Linked DNA regions of Sus scrofa: region 2 is linked to region 1. The links are chromatin contacts, called in public HiChIP or PLAC-seq maps. All regions are on one chromosome and are shown on one strand. The core of a region is the stretch at or near the end of the contact, and the rest is flanking DNA. Distances in the headings are between cores, read along the strand shown.

Region 1 (6,935 bases), core at 1,561-4,060:
CTCAGTTCGGGCCACCCAGAGGGGCGGCCCGTGCTGAGCAGGGGGAGGTGTTGGGAGCCGGGAGCCCTGGGCGGGTGGCGGGGGACAGCAGGCAGGAATGGCAAGTGGCTCTGGGGCCGGACGCCCAAAGGGGCCCCTGAAACGGAGCCTTTCCTCTGCAGGTTTGGACTTGCTAACAGAACCTGGGCCAGGTCTTGGCTTGCTCTGGGCCCAACCCAGACCAGTCCCAGTCCGGCTGGCCCCATGGTTGGTCTGGGGGTCTCTGCCCACCCTGTGGGGACAGGCAGGCAGACTCAGCCAGGCAGGCAGTGAGTGCCCTCCCTGCCCGGCACCCAGCGAGTCCCCCTCTGCTTGGCCCTGTCATCGTCACTGCCAGGACAGTGCCCAGCCCCTCTCTGGGTGCCAGGTACGACGCTCAGCAGCCCCCCACTCTGTCCTGACTCCAGGTGGACTGTGGGCCTTTTTACTCACCTTTTCTACTGTTTTTAGACTGTATATAGATTTGATTACTTCCTGATTGAAATAAAAGCTGCACAGACTGTGGCTGTGAGTCCGGATGGCCCTTGGGGAGGGAGAGGCCGCCTGAGAACACTGGGGTGCCCGGGCACCAGCAGCCAGTGGGAGGGACCCTGGGGTGGGAGCACCGGAGGCTCCCGGTGACAAGCCCAGGGGGGAAAACGGCCCTCTCTGTGGCGTCTCCTCCCCACCAGGAACAGGCTGGCCTCCCACTTGCCCCAGTGTACACGCCCTCAAAAAGCCAGCCAGGCAGCTCCGTTTTCAGCTGTTTATTGACAGCTGACAGTAGGTCCCTGCCCGAACCCCCCGCCCCACCTGCCTGCCCCCGGGCCACGCGCTGAGGAGGCCAGGGAGATGGCCAGGCGCATCCAGCAGGGAAGGGTCCACAAGTGACCGCTGGAAGGGGCCCCCCCCATGCCCGGACACCACCTCGGCAGACCCCTCTCACTCGCCAGGATCACAGTCACTGGTTTTCGGCGTTTTTTAATTCTTTTTTTTTTTTTTTTTAAGAAATGTCAGAGTTGTGCCCAACACACGTGGGTCATCAGCAAACACGATAGAGGAGACCGATCAGTACTTTTTGGAGCAGGGGGTTGGGGGAGAGAGAAGGCGAGAACGACCACACGACACGGCCTCGGACCACGAGCAGAGCATCTGCGGGGGTGGGCTGGCAGCGCTGGGTCAGTGGGGGGCCCCAGGGAGGGAAGGTCGGGCACAACCTCACACGCACCACACACAGCCTGGCATGCACGCCCTGCACCCCCTGCTGTCACCCGGCTGACGTGCCCATGTTCACCACACTGTGCACTGGGCGCCCCTGAAGCCCAGGTGCGGCCTCACACCAACAGCCCCGGAGGAGCGGAGGGCACCGCCCAGCAGCGAGCAAGGCACATCCTTCCAGTCCTTCAGACGCAGAGAAGGCAGGAGAGAGAGCAGAGGGGAGGTGCTGGCGGAGCACGGACCCCTCCCCGGACCCCAGCCTCCTGTTTGTGCTACTGGGCCAGAGATCTGGCCACGCCTGGACAGAGGGAGGGGAAGGACAGATGGCCAGGGCCTCTAACAGCTTTTGTCTTGAGCTGGACTCCAGCGTCCTTGCAGGTGGTAAATGGTTTTCTATAGTATCAATAATATTTTTTTTCTTTAAATATATATTTGTTAAAGTTATACCTTCTTGTTTCTCTGGGGAAATCTGCCTTAGCTCATTCCCAATAAATTAATACTCTTCAATAGCTTATATTCTGGGGAGGGGGGTGCAGTGGGGCAGGGGGCCCGACCTCAGCCCCTTGTGCTGCGCCGGAGCGGCTGGCAGAGGTCCCCAATGGGCAGTTCTGTGCTGGGCATAGGCCTGTGCTCTGCCTCAGATTGGGAAGGGGAATACAGCAGCTGCCCCCCTCCCACTGCCTCCTCCCAGGGTGGGCCCAACCTGGCCTCTTGGGCAGGGGTTTTGGGGGTGGCCCCTCCTCCACCCCCAGGGGGCAGAGCCTGGTGGAGGGTGGGCAGGTGGCCCAGCAGTTATTGCACAGGGAGCAGCAGATAGGGATGGGCACCCACGGGGCAGCAGCATCTGCCCAGAGCCCTTGGGTCCCCAGCCAGGCAGTCCTCCAGGCTGGGCCCGGGGGCAGGAGTTGTGCTTGTGCAGGTGCCGGGCAGCACCGCCCGCCCCTGCCTCGTGCCCGCGGCCACCTGGCGGGCTGTCCCCTGCACCCCGCCCGCCACCCAGCCTGCTCGCGCCGCGCCCAGCGGTGCCCATCCTGAGGTAAAGGTCAGTGTGCGGGCCGGAGCCCAAGCGGCGCGGGCGGACCCCCGACATGGGCGGCCGCGTCACTCCAGCATGGCGTCCAGCTGGTCAGCCAGGTCGTCAAACATGCTGCCAATGTCGTCCAGGATGCTGCCAGTGCTCTTCTCCTCGGCCGCCGAGGGGCTGGGGGCGGGCGAGGCGTGAGCAGACGGTGCAACGCTGAACGTCCTGGTCCCCACATACGGCCCGGGCCGAGCCCCGCCCCGCCCCGCCCCGCCCCCGCGCTCGAGGGCGGGGTCGGCCAAAAGTCCACGCCTCCACATCTGCCCGCCCCCGACTCCAGCCCCGCCCCGCAGTCCCCGGTCGGGGGGCTGAAGGGGCTCGCAGACCCCGCCCACACCGGGCCTCGCCCGGGGCCTGAGGGCGGGGCCCGACTCCAGACCCCGACCCTCCACCGCCAGTCTGCCCGGCCCTCGCAGGGCCTCCCTCAGTGTGCACCCTCCCCAGGCCTCACCGAGCCCGCGTCGGACCCCGTCCCGCACCTACCGCGAGCCTTGCGCGTCCTCCTGCCGAATCTTCTCTTCTACCGCTTGCAGCGCCGCCGCCAAGCACGCGCTCGTCTCCTCCAGCTTCTGCCGGGCGCTATCCCCCGGCGAGGCGCTGTCGGGCACGGCAGGGGGCCCGGCGGCGACTGCAGCGGCGCGCGGAGGCTTGGCGGGCACGTGCAGCGCGGGCGCACCGGGGGACGGGGGCCTCGCAGGGCTGGCGCTCAGCGGCGGCGGCGGCGTGCTGGCAGACTTGGCGAGCGCGGGGGGTGGCTGGCGCGCCGGCGAGGGCGCGGGCGACGGGCTGGCGCTGCCCGACTGCAGCCCCGCGGCGGCCTTGGCTGGCTTGGGTGCCGTGGGCGGCGGCGGCGGCTTGGGAGACACGGGCGGCGGCGTGCCGTGGGCGCGCTTCACCTCTGCGGGGAGGAGGAGACTCGCGCCGGGGTGAGAGGTCGAGCGGCGTGCGCACCGCCCATCTCCAGACACAAGCCCTGCCCACAAGCCCCACCGCCGCGCTTTGCCTCCCCACCACCCCAGCTGCACTGCCCGCCCGGCTCCAGTCCTCCGCGCCCCACTCACCCCCGCCTCCCCGAGGCTGCCAGGGAGCGCGCTTCTCTGGGCACACCAGCTGGTGTCACTGCTTCCAAACCCCGGCGGTCCGCCCCCCCACCTCTAACCGCCTGCAGGTGTGGCCTGCTGCAGCCGCTGGCCCTCCCTTGCTTGAATGCCACAGGGCCTTTGCACCTCTGATCCTTCTGCTTGGAAGCCTCTCCCCGCCCTGCACTGGGGCCACGCTCCAGCCAGGTCAGAGTCCTCCCTGAGCCTTCCAGCATCTTGGGCCTGCCCTTCACGGGTGCCACTACTCACGGGCTTCTCTGCCTCCTTCACTGAGCAGGGTAGGGACCACCCACCCGCCTCCCGGCTCAGCGCTGACGGAATGGTCCAGTGGACCAGTGGATGAGAGTGGAGTGAGGGCGCTTTCCCACTCCACTCCAAGAAATGGCGAACCCCCTCAGACCACAGTGGGGAGCTCCCCCAGAGGGCCTCCTGCACCTACCTGGGCTGCCAGGACCTGGCAGCGGCACCTTCTTGGAGGCAGGTGTGGGTGAGCTCTGGATCTTGGGCACGGGCTGAGCCAGAATGGGCTTCGGAGAGACAGGCGGCTTGGCCGGCTTCCGGGCATCACTGTCCAGCGGGGGCAGCGGGGGCAGCTGCATCAGGTCGGAGGGCGGGGGCTCAGCGGGTGGGGGTGGCGGAGGCAGCTCTGGGGGCCCAGCCTGCTCAGAGGCCAGGGGGCGGTGCACAGTGCCTGTTCCAGTCTGGTACACGGACAGGGGCGGGGGAGGCTCTGGACCTGTCTCCCGCTCCTTGGCCTTGGGCCGGCGCTTGACCGTGTCGGACTCCGTCAGGAGAAACTTCACGTTCTCCTGCTGGCTCTGCTTGGCTCGGATGCGCCTCTGGAGTGTGGCGCTGGCCTCCACCCTGGCCAGGGGTGGGCCCTCTGCACCTGCCTCGCCCTTGGCTGGACCGCGAGGCCGCTGCCGGGCAGCGCCGTCTTCCACAAAGCGGCCATGATCTGCAGGCCCCCCAGACTCTCCCGGACCCCGGCGAGCCGTGGCCAGAAGTCCCGTGACAGGCCCACTCAGCGTGCGGCGCCGGTTCACCACCTCCCCGTCAGGCCCAATGGCCTCCTTGTGCTTCACCGAGGCCAACACCGTGGCCACCCGGCCTGGCTCTGGGCTGGCAGGGCGTGGCACGGGGTGGCCCTCAGGGGGCCTGCGGGCTGCCCGGCCCCCACCCCCAATGGACGACAGCTCGAGCATGGCTGCGATGCTCTTCACGCTGCCGGCGCTGCCTGTGTCCACACTGCCAGCCAGGTCGCTAGCCCGGCGGCGCTGTGCCCGAACCCCTAGCCGGCCGTCCTCTGTCCCAGCCCCCTCGGCCTCGGCATCTGGCGCTGACTCGTCGGCCAGGTTGGCACTGGCCATGGCTGAGCTGGAGCGCTTGGGTGGGGGTGGGGGGGGGCCCTTCTTCCGAGGCCGAACGGCAAACGACTGGCTGCGGTTGACGTTCTTGTCGGCGCCGGCAGGTGCTCGCACTGAGTGGCTTCGGCCCACGCGCCGCTGGACCGTGGCATAGGGCCCCGCGGCAGCTGGCACCAGCAGCTCATCCCGCTCTGGCTCGCTGTCGGACGCCGCATAGCGGTTCAGGCTGTGGGCGCGCTTCTTGGGCCGCCCTGGCTCCACTTCGGCCTCCGGGGGCAGGCAGAGCGTAGGCACCGGCGTGGGCACGGCCGTGGGCACAGGCCCTGGCACAGCTGGCCCTGCCTCGCTCTCCACTGGCTGGGGCAGCACGTAGGCAAAGCCACGGTGTGTGGGTGACTGAGGCAGCGAGCGAGGGGACATAGGTCGCTCTGCTGGTGGCAGCAATTGTGGGGTGGGCTTCACCTTGGCCGTGGCTGGAGCTGGGCCGTGAGGCCCCCCCAGGGCTTGAGGGGAGGCTGGCCGGGCTTTTGTGGGCGTCTGGGGGGGTGTGAAGTGGCTGGCAGCTGGTGGAAGGACTTGCCGGGGCTTTCCAGGCACCGGAGGCACACTGGCCCGCTTGACACTGTGGCCGTGGCGGCTGGGCCGGGCTTCCCTTTGGGGAGTGTCAGGGGTGGGCCCCTCATCCAGCAGATACTCCTGGCTTCGTGACATGGGACTGCCAGGCCCAGGGGGCCCGTCACCCAACAGCTCCTGAGAACTGCTCATGTGTCGTGCCCGCCCACCGAGGCTGGGCTCCTGCCGCATGGAGGCCCTTGGGGTGGGCGGCAGGTGGTTGGAGGGCTTCTCGGCGGTGGCGGTGGCAGCGGCGGTGGCGGCGGCAGCAGCAGCAGCAGTGGCGGCAGCCCCTTCGGCCGGGCCAGTCATGGCAGCCTGCAGCTCGCCGCTGAGCTCGCTGTCCTGGAAGGTGGTCATCTTCGGAGATTGGCATTCAGCCGGGGCAGGCTCGGGCGGGGGTGGCGACTCGATGGTCATCACTTCGAGGGACTGTGGTGCCTTCCGGCGCACGGGCCCGCCCTCATACTTGGCGTACTCTGCCTTCTGCAGCTCGGCCAGCTTCCTCACCGCCAGCATCAGCTTCTTCTGGTGTCCTGAGCGGGGCACAAGGTGGGTCAGGCCAGGGAGGCGGCCAGGCCCAGGGGGCAGGGGGCAGGGCCGGGCCTCACCCAGCTTGGTGATGCCAATCTCCTGCAGGTCCTCCCAGGTGATGTCGGTGATGAAGTCGATGTTCTCGTAGCCGTTGTCCACCAGCACCTTGTAGTACTGGGCCAGGCCGATCATGGACAGCCACACGGCCAGGTTCGCCTATGGAGCAGGGGACACACCGGGCAGCCCGAGCCGGCCACCCCCAGCCTGCCCGCCACTTGGAGCTGTCGGAGGAGAGGGCACCGGGCCAGCCCGGCACAGACAGACGGAAGGACAGAAGGACAGGCTGGAGGTGTCAGCTTTGCAGACAGCACAGCCTGGGCAGGAGCCCGAGGCCAGCTCACACACACGTGCCAACACACACAGAGGGGCGACCCTCTCCGTAGGACACCCTTCGGGGCAGGGGGAAGAATGCACTTCCTCACCTGCCCAGGCCGCCATGGGGACAGCACCCCCGGGGACACACCCCACACGGGGCGGACACAGACACACAGCAGCACCGACCGGATACGTGGACACACACCCTGCATCCCAGCCACACACGGGCACTGACACCCTTCCGAGGCACATGCAAGCTCTCTCACCACTGCCCCGCCAGCTTCAGGCACGCGTCACACGGCCACGTCACACACGTGTGCAAACACCCATGGCGGTCTTCACTCAGAGCCCCCCAGGGGGCTCCCTGGAGGGCATCCACCTGTCCACACTCGCAGCAGGACGTCACTCACGCACCGACACACAGCACGCACAGTCACCCCCTGGGTGCAGAAGCCAAGCGAGGCCCGTGGGCCCAGACATGCTGGCAGGGAGGGCCCCTGAGCCGCTGACTGAGTGGGGCGAGGCAGGGTGGATGAGCTTGAGCTGGCCTGTCGCCAGCCCACAGCCCTGGAGGCATCTGGTGGCCACAGCACTCCCTCACTTGGATGGGTGGGAGCCCAGACACAGCCC
Region 2 (6,638 bases), core at 968-3,467, 200 kb before region 1:
GTGAGCTGTGGTGTAGGTTGCAGACGCGGCTCGGATCCCGCATTGCTGTGGCTCTGGCATAGGCCGGTGGCTACAGCTCCGCGGGAACGGCCCAAGAAATAGCAAAAAGACCAAAAAAAAAAAAAAAAGACAAGTGTCCTATCATATCACGTATATGTGGACTCTAATAAAAAAGTTACAAAATTTTTTGTGAGACAGAGAAACTCACAGATTTTAAATCAAACTTATGATGACTCTGGGGAAACGTGGAGGGAGGGATACATGAGGAGGATGGGGATGACGTGTACACATTACACAAAATAGATAATTAACAAGGACCTGCTGACAGCACAGGAAAATCTACTCAATAGTCTACAATAACCTCCCTGGGAAGAAAGCATGGATGGATGGATATGTATAATTGGATTCACTTTGCTATATGCCTGAAACTAACACTACATATTCTAAGTCAAGTATGCACCAACAAAAGTTTTTTTGTTTGTTTTGTTTTGTCTTTTTGCCTTTGCTAGGGCCGCTCCCTCGGCATATGGAGGTTCCCAGGCTTGGGGTCGAATTGGAGCTGTAGCCGCAGGCCTACACCACAGCCACAGCAACGTGGGATCCAAGCCACATCTGTGACCTACACCACAGCTCATGGCAACGCCAGATCCTTAACCCACTGAGCGAGGCCAGGGATTGAACTCACAACCTCACACTTACCAGTAGGATTTGTTTCTGCTGTGCCACTATTAAAAGGAACTCCTTTTTTTTCTTTCTTTCTTTTTTTTTTTTTTTTTTTTTTTTTTTGTCTTTTTAGGGCCACACCTGAGGCATATGGAGGTTCCCAGGCTAGGGGTCAAATCAGAGCTACAGCTGCCAGCCTACACCACAGCCACAGCAGTACGGGATCTGAGCCGCCTCTGGGACCTACACCACAGCTCACGGCAATGACAGATCCTTAACCCACTGAGCAAGGCCAGGGATCAAACCAGCAACCTCGTGGTTCCTAGTTGGATTCGTTAACTGCTGAGCCACGACGGGAACTCCACGAGATGCACATACATTTTCAAACATCTCTGGCTGCTGCTGCGTGAGGCATAGGCCGTAGGGACCCATGGTGGAAGCAGGGACATAGGTCACAGCATAGTGCCCACACGTACACATGAAGGACTTGCTGGACAGGAAGCAGTGACCCTGCCCCCCTGGAGCCCAGGTCTATCGAGGGAGATGGACGTGAACCAATGACACATGTATTCAGGACCTGCCAGTGTGAGAGCCGCTGAGGCAGGTGGGGGAGGGTCACTGCTCGGGGCCTTGGAAGGCTTCCCTGAATGTTCCAGAATAAGCCAGCGGGTGTTGGCACCTGTCAGCCCACAGGAAGCCAGACCCCACACACGAATGCCGATGGACACACTCAAGGGCCGGAGCCCAAAGGGAGGTGGCAGCCCTCCCCTCCCAACATTTGGCAGAAGATCCAGGACCTCGGGCGTGTCTCAGGGCCTCGGTTGACCGCTGGGTGTGGCTGGTGCCCAGCAGCCCTCAGAGCCGACTGACACCCAACCTCGCAGCCCTGAGGCTGCCGGTGGCCAGAGGGTCGGACAGCCAACCCTTTGGGCCTGTGCCCAGGACCTGCGGTATTTTTAGGCTGACATTTGCCAGGGCTCCCGGAAGCCGGGCTGGGGGGCTGAGCTGGGGGCGGGGCTGACCGCGGTGAGCTGGGGGCGGGGCTGGCCTGGGTGAGCTGGGGGCGGGGCTGAGCTGGGTGAGTTGGGGGCGGGGCTGGCCGCGTTGAGCTGGGGGCGGGGCTGGCCTGGGTGAGTTGGGGGCGGGGCTGACCTGGGTGTGGACAATGACCCGGATGACTTTGCAGTACTTCTTCATGGCGGCAAAGTCCCTCTGCAGCTGCTTCTTGCCGTCGGTGTCGCGCCACCTCCTGCAGGCCTTGGTGAAGGCTTTCTTCTTGCTCTTGTGCCTGAGCCACACACAGAGGGCGCTTAGCAGGCCCGCAGCCCACCAGGCACGGGCCTCAGATGTCGCCTCCCCCCTTCCCAGGCGAGACACTGCTGGGCCCCGGGGGTCCCCTGGCTGCTCCCCGTCGCCGTCTTTGAGGCCAGACCGTCCCGCCCTCTCTAGGCCTTGGTTTTCTCCTCCGTAAAGTGGGTACCCTCCCTGCCTCCCGGGCCGAGACGGGGCAGATGCGTGGGAACTTGGCCGAGGGGCGTGCCTGCCAGGCCGAGGCCATGTGCCCACTTTGCCACGGCTGCTGAGCCCACTCTAAAGCAGACAGCCAGGACTGGCCAGGCCCCAGGCCACGTCGTTCCTGACCCCGGCCAGAATCCAGGGAGGTGGACATCGTTATCTCTGCTCCACAGAGGAGGACGGCAAAATCAGGGAGGTCAGAGCCCCTGGACGAGGGGCAGGTTGTTAACAATGCAAGGGCAAAAAACAAGGCCAGCGGGCATTAGCTGAGCTCTCTGTGCTGGAGGCTGGAGACTCCACTTATCTCCTCCTCACGACCCCGTGATGTGGGCCCCTCCCTCCTATTTGATGGCAGCTGTGGGGTGTGTACGTGTGTGTGGAGGTTGGGGAGAGGAGATTCCAAGAGGCCAGTGTGCTTTCCTCTGACCCTGGGGCCCAGGATGGTCACCTCCCAGAGAAGCCATGCTGTGCCCTTGCTCCATGTGGAAGGGGGTGTCTATGAGGTTCCTCAGGCAGGAGGCCTTCCTTCTCAGGCTGGACTTAATGGCAAGGAAGGTTTGAGACCTAAGAATGCCTTTTGCCTCTCTTTCTGATGAAAAGAGCTTGTCATTTGGCTGTTGCCCTTTTCACCCTGGCTGCTAGGAAGCTCAGGGTGAACTCTGACATTCTGCAGCACTGGTTCCTTACTCTACCCTGAGGATGAGAATACCGGCTGTCTTTTTCCCTCCAGCCCAGTTTCCTCTGCAGCCCTCCTGTCCTCATCTTTTATTAAAGTGAGAGCCGCACACACACACATTCCTCCTTCTACACTGTTGCCACCCCTCCTCTCACCAGTCCCTGTAGAAGCGCCGGCGGCACTCGTCACTGAGATGTTCTGCAAAGATGGTCTTGAAACTCCGCAGGCCTCGAGGGGTGGCCACGTAGCCCACCACGCCCACCACCACCAGAGGCGGTGTCTCCACAATCGTCACTGCCTCCACCTCCTCCCGCTTGGAAATTTCTGGATGAAACCCAGAGATGGGGGCGTGGAGGGCATCCCCGGGTCCCATGGAGAGGTGGGAGCGGGGGAAGAACACACGCAGCCCCCCCACCCCCGCACAGCGCCAGGGATGCTGTGGACAGAGGCCCCGGCGAGCAAGCCCCCCGCCCTCCAGCCCTCAGCCTCCCACTCCCTGCCCTCCTCTTCCTGCTCTTGCAGCCACAGGGCAAGACCCCCCAGGTGGCCCTGACCTGCCCCATGCTGCAGCTTCCCCACCAGCCCATCTGGGAATGGGTGCAGAGAGCAACACCCAGGGCAGTGCCTCCAAAGGGTAGGGTTGGGCCTCCTGTAGTGGGGCAAAAACCCACATGTTTCCACAAAAAACCCTAAGACTTGTCCAAAACCCATGATTTTTGTTTGTTTGGTTGTGGGGGTTTTTTGCTGGTTTTTTTGTTTCTTTTTTTGGCCACTCCCGTGACATGTGGAAGTTCCCAGGCCAGGGATCAAACTCTCGCCAGACAAGCAGTGACCCCAAGCCACTGCGTGGACAATGCTGAACATTTAATGCACTGAGCCACAAAGGAATTCACCCAAATCCATGACTTTCTAGATGTTATGACTGAGGCTGGTCCAAAGTAAAAGAAGCATATGTTTAAAAAATAGGAGTTCCCATAGTGGCACAGCGGAAACGAATCCGATTAGGAACCATGAGGTTGCGGGTTCAATCCCCAGCCTCACTCAGTGGGTTAAGGATCCAGCGTTGCTGTGAGCTGTGGTGTAGGTCACAGACGTGGCTCAGATCTTGCATCGCTGTAGCTGTGGTGGAGGCCAGCAGCTATAGCTCTGATTAGACCCCTAGCCTGGGAACTTCCACATGCCCCATGTGTGGCCCTTAAAAAGAATAAAAAAAAAAAAGAAGGGAGTTCTGGGAGTTTCCTAGTGGTCTAGTGGTTAAGGATCTGGTGTCACTGCTGTGGCATGGGTTCAGATCCCTGGCCTGGGAATTTCCACATGCCTTGAGCAGGGCCAGGATATATGTGGAGTTCCCTGGTGGTCTAGGGATTCTAGTGATTAGGACTCACTGCTGTGGCCCAGGTTCAATCCCTGGTCTGGGAACCAAAATCCCACATGAAGTTGCTGCACCCCCCCCCCAAAAAGAAGAAATAAAATTTAAAATACATATATATTACATATATATGTATCTAGGTGGTGGGTACACACAATTGCAGGTGACAGAACCTCGCAGAAATAAACACACACCCCTTGGAGGAATCTGAATGAGACGGTAGGTTGTACCCACGTCACATCTGGCTGTGACTATTACCACCGTTTTAAGACACGTTGCCACTGGGGAAACAGGGGACCTCTCTGTATTATAACCACACGGGAATCTACAATGATCCCAAAACCAGAGGTGTGTTGGGACACCTGCCCTTGCCTCCTGGCTCCTTCCAGTTGCATGACTGCTCAGTCTCCTCATCTGTAAACTGGGGCAATGGCAGAGCCGTTTTCGAGGGGCAGTGCCCGAGGATGGCCAGTGTCCTGCCCGAGGTTCCCACAGGCAGGGCCTGGCCCTTTCTGGAGCTGGCAGGGAGCCCAGCACCTGGAAGGGCCTCCAGATCTTCAGCGGTCTGTGTGCCCTGCCTGCCCTCCTGGGGCCCCTGGCAGCCACTCACTGAGCCCTGGCCGATGCACCTCCCGCAGAGTGTGTGTCATGCCGGCCTTGTAGCCCAGGAAAGCCGTGAGGTGCACAGGCTGGCTGGGGTCGTCCCGTGGCCACGTCTTCACCTTGCCCCGGTGCCGGCGGCTTCTCTTGTGCGGCAGGAAGCCCAGGTGTCCGTGCCGAGGGGCGGAGAACTTCCGGTGTGACTGGGGACCGGAGGAGAGGGACATCAGAGCTGGGGTCTCCCTGGTGGGGGGGCGGATGGATGGTCCCGGAACCCAGAGCAGAAGTGAGCTGGAGGCCCCGGGCCAAGACCCGTGCTCCTCTGGGGCTACCTCCATCCGCTGGAAAGAAGAGAAGCTCCCCCTGGGCAGTGTCTTGGGGAAGCTGCCAACTTCAGGCCTCCTCGCACACAGGCTTCCTGCCTCTGGGGCCCCGCCTGGCTGCGCCCTCACGGTGGCCAAGGGCTGCAGGGGCAGCGGCCCACTGCCATCTACCCACCTCCTTGCCCGCCCTAGGCCAGGAAGCCAGGTCTCCGCCCCACGGTTGCCCCTCTAACCACCTAGGCCTTCACAGCCCCCAGGGGCGGTCCCTGCCCGGAAAGACTCCAGAAGTCCCCCTGCCCCACCCCAGGAAGCCGGCCCCCCAAGCCCACTGACCATGGCAATGGGTCCCCGCACATCAGGAAGGGAAGGGGCCTCCCCGCCAGGCGCTGGAGGTCGAGTGGCAGGGCCAGGACGTGCTGCGGCCAGATCCCAGATTTAGCCCCTGGCAGGGGAGCTCTGTCATCTCCTGTGGCAGGCATGGGCTCTGGTGCCAGAAGCAGGCCTGGCCAGGCGTGGCGCGAGGGGGGCATCCTGGGCAGCCTGGGTGGGGACACCTGGAGTCCGGGCTGGCTCTCCTTTCCTTAAGGGTGCTAGGACTAGGTCACACTCTGTTTTCTGCTGCACGTGGCCCCCCAAGGACAGGAACAACGTGGCCTGGGAGGAGGCAGAGGAATCCCCCGTTGGGGGGCTTCCCTTCCTCAGGCAGGTCCAGTCTGTAGGCAGGGAAACCAGGAGGATTCCTGTCCGGTCCTGAGGGCTGTGAGCCTGAGCTGGACCCATAGGGCCGGGGGAGGGCTGGCTCTGTGCCCAGAGGATCAAAAGGGCTGTGACTGAAAATCAAGATCCCTTGACTCTAACAGCCATGAGCCAAGAAATGCAGATGCTTTTTTTTAAATTATAGTTGATTGACAGAATTCCTGTCGTAGCTCAGCAGTAACGAGCCCAAATAGTATCCATGAGGACTCGGGTTCGATCCCTGGCCTCGCTCAGTGGGTTAAGGATCCAGTTTTGCCATGAGCTGTGGTGTAGGTGGCAGACTCGGCTTGGATCCTGTGTTGCTGTGGCTCTGGCATAGGCCGGCGGCTACAGCTCCCATTTGACTCCTGAGTCCTGGCCTGGGAACCTCCATATGCTGCGGGTGCGGCCCTAAAAAGACAAAAAAAAAAAAAAAAAAAAAAAAAAGAATAGTTGATTTACAATGTTGTGTCCATCTCTCCTGTTCAGCAAAGACATGTAGACACTTATATGAGCTTAAACTTTTTATTTATTTATTTATTTATTTGTCTTTTCAGGGCCACACTCGTGGCGTATGGAAGTTCCCAGGCTAGGAGTCCAATCGGAGCCGTAGCCGCAGCAACACCAGATCCAAGCTGCAGATTCCTTTCCACTGACCCAGAGACGGGAACTCCTTCGTTTGCCTTCTGTTTCTGCTGCATGAGCTCCAAGTCTGTCCACTGTTGGGTGGCAGCAGAAAGCCATCATCTTGGCGCTG

What was found. HiChIP or PLAC-seq counts read pairs in DNA pulled down with a chosen protein or histone mark.
Region 2: an H3K27ac HiChIP or PLAC-seq map of alveolar macrophages shows a contact between it and region 1. The contact joins two enhancer-like sites. A contact is called at or near these places in 1 of 5 promoter capture datasets (fetal liver) and 1 of 2 datasets of contacts at active chromatin or transcription factors (alveolar macrophages).

Annotation. Positions count from the first base shown.
Region 1 is chr3:39,805,411-39,812,345 of Sscrofa11.1, reverse strand. CASKIN1 (caskin-1) reads right to left here. Exons shown (of 20, transcript XM_021086770.1): 17 at 6,008-6,146; 18 at 3,857-5,932; 19 at 2,801-3,215; 20 at 965-2,437. The coding sequence ends at 2,338. TRAF7 (E3 ubiquitin-protein ligase TRAF7) reads left to right here. Exons shown (of 21, transcript XM_003124733.4): 21 at 162-543. The coding sequence ends at 176. Among named protein-coding and RNA genes, the nearest start is that of CASKIN1, 14 kb to the right of the region's middle. Within about 2 kb of position 2,810, at least 37 of the 83 cell types and tissues checked have an H3K27ac peak or open chromatin away from gene starts, as enhancers often do. A contact at or near this core is called in alveolar macrophages and fetal liver, where this site is marked.
Region 2 is chr3:40,006,855-40,013,492 of Sscrofa11.1, reverse strand. RPL3L (60S ribosomal protein L3-like) reads right to left here. Exons shown (of 9, transcript XM_021086793.1): 2 at 4,834-5,026; 3 at 3,010-3,178; 4 at 1,816-1,951. Among named protein-coding and RNA genes, the nearest start is that of NDUFB10, 4.5 kb to the right of the region's middle. Within about 2 kb of position 2,217, at least 59 of the 83 cell types and tissues checked have an H3K27ac peak or open chromatin away from gene starts, as enhancers often do. A contact at or near this core is called in alveolar macrophages and fetal liver, where this site is marked.